Linked DNA regions of Hordeum vulgare: region 2 is linked to region 1. Evidence: chromatin contacts called from public Hi-C data. All regions are on one chromosome and are shown on one strand. Each heading gives the region's core, a stretch centred on a gene start, on an enhancer-like site or on the middle of the called end of the contact. The rest is flanking DNA. Distances are from core to core; before and after follow the strand shown.

What was found. Hi-C and Micro-C count contacts between places; a contact is called where the count stands out from the background.
Region 2: a contact with region 1 is called in a Hi-C map of seedling, with 3 times the contacts expected there. The contact joins the promoter of LOC123408797 here to the promoter of LOC123410584 in region 1. A contact is called at or near these places in 3 of 6 Hi-C or Micro-C datasets (leaf and seedling).

The regions. Positions count from the first base shown.
Region 1 is chr7H:181,245,257-181,249,799 of MorexV3_pseudomolecules_assembly, forward strand. LOC123410584 (geranylgeranyl transferase type-2 subunit beta 1) reads left to right here and starts at 2,547. Exons shown (of 9, transcript XM_045103528.1): 1 at 2,547-2,923; 2 at 3,021-3,137; 3 at 3,729-3,795; 4 at 3,893-4,041; 5 at 4,456-4,543. The coding sequence starts at 2,617.
Region 2 is chr7H:181,786,849-181,791,391 of MorexV3_pseudomolecules_assembly, forward strand. LOC123408797 (psbP domain-containing protein 3, chloroplastic) reads left to right here and starts at 2,728. Exons shown (of 7, transcript XM_045101839.1): 1 at 2,728-3,133; 2 at 3,203-3,268; 3 at 3,414-3,494; 4 at 3,601-3,683. The coding sequence starts at 2,746.

The DNA.
Region 1 (4,543 bases), core at 1,297-3,796:
TTGTTGGATGATCTTGACAAATGATACACCTTATTGAAATTTGAGTGGGAAACTTAATGATGGGATAGGTTGCTATTGGAGTGCCCAATTCAACCATATGTATTAACTGTTCTAGACAAAATTAAAATTTGACTATTATGTAGTTATCAGGGAAAAATTAGCTTTCTGGAAAACAACCACAATCATTCCTCTTGATATACCTTGCATGTAGATGTAGGTTTGTTATATAATTCCTTGTGTGACTTGTGAGTACATTCAATGTACCGACCCTTGTGGCTGTAACTTATCATGTTACAGATATTGTACAATGAGTGAGTGATATGATGTAGGATTTCGATGTCTATAGTTTTTATTTGCTTTCTCACTATGTTTTATTTGTACGGTAGCCTTGAGCTACGAGGTATGTATTATATTAAATTCTGGATCTACGATGTAATATTATGACATGTGGTTTATTCTTAATATTACACCTTGTACTGTGTGTGTTAGCTAATGATACATGGACTAGCACAGTAAATACAGAGACATCGAATCTTATCAGGTTCGGGTCGTTACAATACACCTACAAAAGCTAATTAGGTGGCTTATGATTTAGCTAGTTTCGTTAGACACGACACACATTCTGTAGTGTGTGGATTGAAAGAACCATGAGATGGTATTGTTAGACTACTTATAAACAATGTTATGTTTATTACCATGCAATAAAGGGTGTTTTAAACGTAAAAATGGAAAAGGTAAATCCTAGAAGTTTGGGTTTTAAGCATGGCAACTTGAATATTTTTCATGATAATTTCAGTTCACACGAGTTTGGCAAACATGACAATTTTATGACAAAAAAGCAAACTAGCAAACTAGAATAAAAAAGTTCATCGAATTTTTTAAAAGTTCATCAAATTTTGGAAAAAATCATCAAATTTTAAAAGAGTTCTCCACAAGTCTGAAAAGTTCATCTAATTTTTTAATAAGGAAAATCATAAATTTTGAATAAAAATACGAATTTAAAAAATTTCACGCATTAAAATTAAAAGATAAAATAAAAAAATAAAACCCGAATAAAACATCATCGCAAATGACGAGCGAATCGGGTAAAACGGTTTGGCAAGGTTCAGAAGCTTTCAAAAAGTGAAGGATTCCCACGACCGAAGCGACAAATATAAACAAGAATAACATGTTTGTAATAGGTAACCGTTAATGGCGTAGTGATGGTTGTCGCTCAAACCGAAGTAACCGGTCGCGTGTTCGAACTTCCACCGCGTCCCTTTTTTCTAACCGTTTTAGCGATTAAAGATGGGCCGGCCCATCTCATACAGGTGAAGGAATGCCCTACAGACGCCTGCTTGTGAACGGGCGCACAAGCGTTAAATAAAAAAAATCCCATTTTAGCGATTAAAGATGGATCGGTCCATCTCATACATGTCAAAGAATGCGCCACACAAACGGGCGCATAAGCCTCAAATAGGAAATCCCGAATTGCCAACCTCGTTCATGAATCAGACGCCACCACACCTTGACCGAAATCATTAATTAGCGAGTACACCTTCCAACGATTACTTCCACCTTCACAGGTTGCGACAAGTGGCGCACTGCATGCGTACCCCTTATCGCAACTTGAGAGTTTTTCTTTTTTCGTAGATCCGTATTTTCAAAATGTTTTATCTCCTAAACTGTGCGTCTAAATATCGAATCATTTTCATCGTTGGTTTTCTCGTGTCGAGATCTCAAAACTAGATCCCATGTTGATAGCTTTTGACGAACTTCTTTTTCACGAAAAAAACCCATGAAAAAACCGGAAAAAACGTGCCTCACGCGATAGAAAAAATATATTAGAAAACACGTTTTTTCCTTTCTGAGAGGCACGGGTCGTGCCTCTCCCGAAGGCAAAACAGTGCATCTCACAGAAGTAAAACCGTGCCTCTCGCGGAAAAGAAGAGAGCAGAAAACGCGTTTTTTCCATTTTCGGAAGAGGCACGGGCGTGCCTCTCCCGAAGGAAAAACCATGACTTTCGCGAAAGCAAAACCGTACCTCTCGTAAAAAAGTAGAAAACACATTTTTTTCTTTATGAAGAGACACTGGCGTGCCTCTCACGAATGCAAAACACATACCTTTCGCCGAAACAAAACCATACCTTCACGAGGCACGATTGTGCCTCTCACGGAAGCAATGCCTCTCATAAAAAACAGAAAACGTGTTTTTTCATAAAAAACAGAAAAGGTGGTTTTTTCAAAAAAAAATTCCAAAAGTTATGAAAGACCGATAAAAAACTGGAACACCAAAAAATCCGAAAGAAAATCACTTTAAAAATCCGAAAACACGTGCAAAAAATAATAAAAAAATATGAAAAAAACGTTCAAAGTGCGACATGTGACGACGGCTGAGAACGCGTAAGTGATGATATGTGAGAGTGATAGGTGAAAGGCTTTCGAAAAAGTGTTAGCGAACTGGTTGCTCCACCTTGACTAGCTGGATGCACGAGGCCCATCTCGCCAAACAATCCATACCACAGGCCCGCCTAGCCAAGTAATCCATCCGCTCCGGGCCCAGTCCCCCCTGATTCCACCACGCTCGCGGCGGAGAAGAGCACAGCAGTCGTCCACGGAGACGAGGAGGAGGAAGCCATGGGTGAAGAAGGCGAGCTGGCCGCGGAGAAGCACGTCCGCTACATCGTCACCGCCGAGAAGGTAAGCAACCACCCACCCAACCCATACCCCCTCTCGGATGCGAACCGTCTCCGGCGACAACTCATCCGTCCTCCTCGCCGTTTGCCGCAGAAGAAGGACTCCTTCGAGTCGCTGGTGATGGAGCACCTCCGGGCCAGCGGCGCCTACTGGGGCCTCACCACGCTCGACCTCCTCCACAAGCTTGACGCCGTTGACGCCGCCGAGGTCGTCGACTGGATCATGTCGTGCTACCACCCGGGATCTGGTACTATGACTGCAGGGGGAAGCCTCGGTTTTCTCGATTCGGATCCTCGGTTCTTGAATGATTCGGATGTGTGCCTTCTTGGGTTGTGTCTGTGCAGGTGGGTTCGGGGGGAACGTGGGGCACGACCCGCATGTCCTCTACACGCTCAGCGCCGTGCAGGTCCTCTGCCTCTTCGATCGGCTGGATGTTCTTGATGCAGACAAAATTGCTGATTGTATCCTTCTCAAGATCTTCAGTGGGCTTCATGCTGCAACTGCTGTATTAGTTTTCTGAATGTTACATTAGCGGCGTCCTAATGTTTGTAGTCAAATCTCTCATCTTGTTTTGTAGCTGCTTGATTTCCCTGAATTGCTAGTAAGAAAGCTGAAACATTGTGTTGCATTTACATTACCTTTCCTTTTCAGCAGTGAAGGAGACAACATTGCATCTTGAAATTTGGATGGCTGCATGGAGTTATGTTAGCGCGCAGCTTAGCATCTAAGAACTATGATCCACTAATCTCCTCACTAAGTACGGCATGTCAAAAATTTAGTCTACTGCTGCATCCAGAATACAATACCATATGAGATAGTACATTGTAGATGATCGATAATTTTGGAACACTAATCTGCTGCATCAGCCAGTTCTAGGTATTTGATTGCCCTGCGGCTTCGACTTAAATTGCATGTTGTATATTATGAAATGGGGAAGTAGTAATAACATTGTAAGCTTCTGCAAGCCTTTAGTTTTCTGAATGAATTGAAGTAGCTGCACCCTGATCTTGAAATCTGGTACCCTATTCTTTTTCCTATCTGAATTGTGTCAGATATTACTGGACTTCAAAATGAGGATGGATCATTTTCTGGTGATATTTGGGGTGAAGTTGATACTAGGTAACACTCTTGGCTGTTCTTTTCGAGTTCCCGTGTGTTTTATTTGAATGCGGCATCTGTGTGACCTACTAATATGAATGTGATATATATCTTGTAGGTTCTCGTACATTTCCATATGCACCTTGTCATTACTGCATCGTCTGCACAAAATTAATGTGGACAAGGCTGTAGAATATATTGTTAGCTGTAAGAACTTGGACGGCGGATTTGGAGCTATGCCAGGAGGGGAGTCTCATGCTGGGCAGAGTATGTGTTATCTTGATTTTACTCTCAAATCATACTGTTATGGTACCTGGGTAGAACTGGAATTTTGTCCATAAAATATATCCTAATAATAGTCCATCGATTTCAAGTGTTCTAGTATGATGCCTTATCAGATTCATCATTCATGTCAGATACTAGTATATTTGTATGTGTGGTAGAATTGACGATTCTTGACTACACTGTTGGTTGTACAAACACAAAAGGCATTTCCTTCAGAAAAATGCAAGATATTTACTATTTTATCCAATCAATTTGCTATGATTATTATTGTGGCACTCCTATGATGACCGGAAATTTGCATTTCCACAAGATTATTTCCTTGATCTTTTCATTTCTCTCCAAGTTGTCACTTTATAGCGGCCAGATAGCCTGAAAACATGGATCCATTCCGTGCAGTATTCTGTTGTGTTGGTGCTCTAGCAATCACTGGCTCTTTGCATCACGTTGATAGAGATCTCCTTGGATGGTGGCTTTGTGAACGCCA
Region 2 (4,543 bases), core at 1,478-3,977, 540 kb after region 1:
GAACTGAAATCCGTAAATGGCCCGACCAATACAAAAACTAGCGCGTGAGGACGATATAATATTCCGAGCACACGAGAGACATTTTCTCTCATGTGCGTGGAATAGTATATCCCGGATCGGCTAATGCTGCATCCCACCTCGAGACGGTTAGATCTTCACTTGGCCCATGGTGAAACCGAGTTTTGATGGGCCCACTCCTCCTTCTCCATGCCGACGATGGAGGAGACTAAACGTGGATCGATGAGGACAACGAGCCACAAGTCCCACACGGCAATGGGCCACTAAGCAAAATATCCTCTCGAAACCAAGCCAACATACAGTTGCACCCGAGCAAGCATAAGAGCGTCGTCGACGTCGACCACCATCAAGTCATACTCCATGGCTACCGTGACCACTTCCTCCCTCTGTCACGGTTTCGGCAAGCCCCGCCGAGCCCATGCGATGCCGCCAAGAACAACGGTGTGACATTGCCTCCCTGCTCGAAGGATAGAGGAGGGGGTGAAGCGAAGGGATGCCCTACCGCGTCCTCCTCCCCGCTACCGCGACGTCATTGATACTGATGCTCGTCCCCGTCGAGGCTTTCGCCGAGGTTGCCGGTAATGCCAACCACTGTTTCTCATTTCTCTCGTCATGACTTGAAAAGAGTTCGGAAAATCATAAATGCTGACGGGTTTAAAAAACATTTATGATTTAAAAAATTATTCGTGTATTCAAAAAATGCCCACAATTTGAAAAATATTCGTGATTCTTTAAGAAAATATAATGAATTTTTAGAAAATGTTAAATGTTCAATAAATGTTCAGGAATTTTAAAAATTGTTTCAACTTTTCTGAAATATTCACAAAAATAAAAAATGTTCGTTGATTGAAAACAATTCATGAACTCAATCGTTTTTCACCAAAGACAAAAAATGTTCCCGAATGTAAATATTTTCTCCAAATTTACAAAAATGTTCGCCATTTTAAATTTTTATGAGTTCCAAGAGGTGGATGCTATTTTACAAAAAATGTACGTGAACTAAAAATGTTCTAAATAAAAAAACATTTTTTGAAATAAATCCTAAAATTAAAAAAATATTCACAATTTCAAAAAATGTTCATGAATTTATAAAAAACCACATTTTCAGACAAATATTCATAAATTAAAAAAGTTGTTTGCAAATTGAAAAGTAAATATATGGAAATAAAGAACGAGAAAAAACCCCAAAAGAAAAATTGATTCAGGGAAGACATTTTTTGGAACCGGTGGAACTGAAATCCATAAATGGCTCGGCCAATACAAAAACTAGCACGTGAGGACGATATAATATTCCAAGCACAGGAGAGACATTTTCTCTCCTGTGCGCGGAATAGTATATTCTGGCTCGGCTAATGCTACGTCCCACCTCGAGACGGTTAGATCTCCACTTGGCCCATGGCGAAACCGAGTTTTGATGGGCCCACTCCTACTTCTCCATGCCGACCATGGAGGAGACTGAACGTGGATCGATGAGGACAACGAGCCACAAGTCCACACAACATTGGGCCACTAAGCAAAATATCCTCTTGAAACCAAGCCAACATACAGTTGCACCTGAGCAAGCATAAGAGCGTCGTCGATGTCGACCACCATCAAGTCATACTCCATGGCTACCGTGACCACTTCCTCCCTCTGTCACGGTTTCGGCAAGCCCCGTCGAGGCCATGCGATGCCGCCAAGAACAACGGTGTGCCATTGCCTCCCTGCTCGAAGGATAGGGGAGGGGGTGAAGCGAAGGGATGCCCTGCCACGTCCTCCTCCCCGCTACCGCGACGTCATTGATACCGATGCTCGTCCCCGTCGAGGCTTTCGCCGAGGTTGCCGGTAATGCCAACCACTGTTTCTCATTTCTCTCGTCATGACTTGAAAAGAGTTCGGGAAATGATAAATGCTGACGGGTTTAAAAAACATTTATGATTTAAAAATTTATTCGTGTATTAAAAAAATGCCCACAATTTGAAAAATATTCATGATTCTTTAAGAAAATATAATGAATTTTTAGAAAATGTTAAACGTTCAACAAATGTTCAGGAATTTTAAAAATTGTTTCAACTTTTCAAAAATATTCACAAAAATAAAAAAATGTTCGTTGATTGAAAACAATTCATGAACTCAATCGTTTTTTCACCAAAGACAAAAAATGTCCCCGAATGTAAATATTTTCTCCAAATTTTCAAAAAAATTCGCCATTTTAATTTTTTATGAGTTCCCAGAGATGTATGCTATTTTACAAAAAAAATACGTGAATTAAAAATGTTCTAAATTAAAAAAAATAACTTTTTTTGAAATAAATACTAAATTTAAAAAATATTCACGATTTAAAAAAATGTTCATGAATTTATGAAAAATCACATTTAAAAAAAATATTCATAAATTTAAAAAGTTGTTCGCAAATTGAAAAATAAATATATGGAAATAAAGAACGAGAAAAAACCCCAAATTAAAAATTGATTCAGGGAAGACATTTTTTGGTACCGGTGGAACTGAAATCCGTAAATGGCTCGGCCAATACAAAAACTAGCGCGTGAGGACGATATAATATCCCGAGCACAGGAGAGACATTTTATCTCCTGTGCGCGGAATAGTATATCCCGGCTCGGCTAATGGTACGGTCCACGCCGAACCGGCCACATCTCCACCTAGCCCATGGTGAAGCCGAGTTTTGATGGTTGATCAAAAAAAAGAACGAGTTTGATGGCCCCACTTTGCTATTTGTCGACCCGGGCCATGGACGAGACTGGCCGTGGAACGAGGAGGACGACGAGCCACAAGTCCCACACGGCAGCCGGCCACCAAGCAAAAATATCCTCTGAAAACCAAGCGAACCAGCAGCTGCAGCCGAGCAAGCACAGTACATCAGCGTCGTCGACGTCGACCACCATCGAGCCGTACTCCATGGCCGCCGTGACCACCGCCTCCCTCTGCCCGGGCCTCGGCAAGACCCAACGAGGCCACGCGAAGCCGCCGAGAACAACGGTCTGCCATTGCCTCCCTGCTCGGAGGACGGAGGAGGGGGTGAAGCGGCGGGACGCCCTGCTCGGCGTCCTCCTCTCCGCTACCGCCGCGTCGTCGGCGCCACTGCTCGTCCCCGCCGAGGCTTTCGCCGAGGCCGCCGGTAATGCCAACCACCGTTTCCCTTTTCTCCGGCCATGTCTGATGATGTGGAATCTCGTTTCATTTTAAGAGGCGCAGGAGGGGTTCACCGCGTACGAGGATGAGGCCAACAAGTTCACCCTCGCGATTCCACAAGGTGCTTCGCCTTTCTATTAAAAAGATGGGGCGAGTTCAGCCAAAATACAGTCTTTTTGGCTCTTAAACGAACTGTGCGCGGCAGAATCAGAGTCCGCAAGGCTACGAGCAAGAGCAATTCGGTGAATGTTTCCTTTCCCGTGCAGGCTGGCAGGTCGGCGCAGGTGAACGCAGCGGCTTCAAGAACGTGACGGCGTTCTTCCCCGAGCAAAACCCCAACTCGAGTGGTACGTACGCAACGCACGCATCCTTCCATCTCCCGTTCCCAACTACCAATCCACCATACCCATTCCACTCGTAATTCATGAGATTTTTTTCTTCTACACACTTCAGTCAGCGTCGTGATCACCGGAATCGGGCCAGACTTCACCAGCCTCAAGTCCTTCGGTAATGTCGACGAGTTCGCCGAGAACCTGGTATGTACTACTATGCACCCTGTTTGCAGAATCTTCAGTGAACTGCACAAATGCCTATCCACATTCTCCAAGAATAATGACTATATACTGTTGGCTTTTGAACGTGCGTATGCAGTTGTACAGGCGTGCCTACGCGATTCTTGCTTCGACCGGCTACTTGACGGAACTTGCGTAATTAGCGACACGAATAAAACTGATCGATGGATTTGATGGCTAAAGGCCCGTGTCGAGCCTTTGCTTTGTATTGCTTTTCGTTTTTCTGGTGTTACAATCAACACCCCTAGGGTGTCTTTTATACACGTCCACAAGGGACTATGGAAATAGACTAGGACTAGGAATCCTAATACTACTAGGACTCGGTTTGGCTTTCTTTCCTAATCCTACATGAGCAACATGATTAACATCTACATTCACCTCCTTAATCTTGTTGCTTGACTTCACTTCTTGCACTCCGACTTTCCTCCTCATCTCGATGAACTTCTGTCGACCGAGGGACTTGGTGAAAATATCGGCAAGTTGGTCTTTCGTGTTCACATGTTGAACCTCGATCAACCCTTCTTCAATGCACTCCCGGATATGGTGGAACCGGGTATCTATGTGCTTGCTCCTTTCGTGATGAACCGGATTTTTGCACAACGAGATTGCAGCTTGGTTATCGATCTTCAGTGACACCTTCTGCACCTCCCGCTTTGCAAGAATAGCTAGGAGTCTTCTCAGCCACACTGCTTGACAAGCCGCCGTACTTGCCGCTATGTATTCTGCCTCGCATGAAGACAGTGCCACCACCTTTTGCTTCTGAGAATTCCAGCTAATCGGATTCGGGCCAAGGTAGAAAACCATGCCCGTTGTGCTCTTTCGGT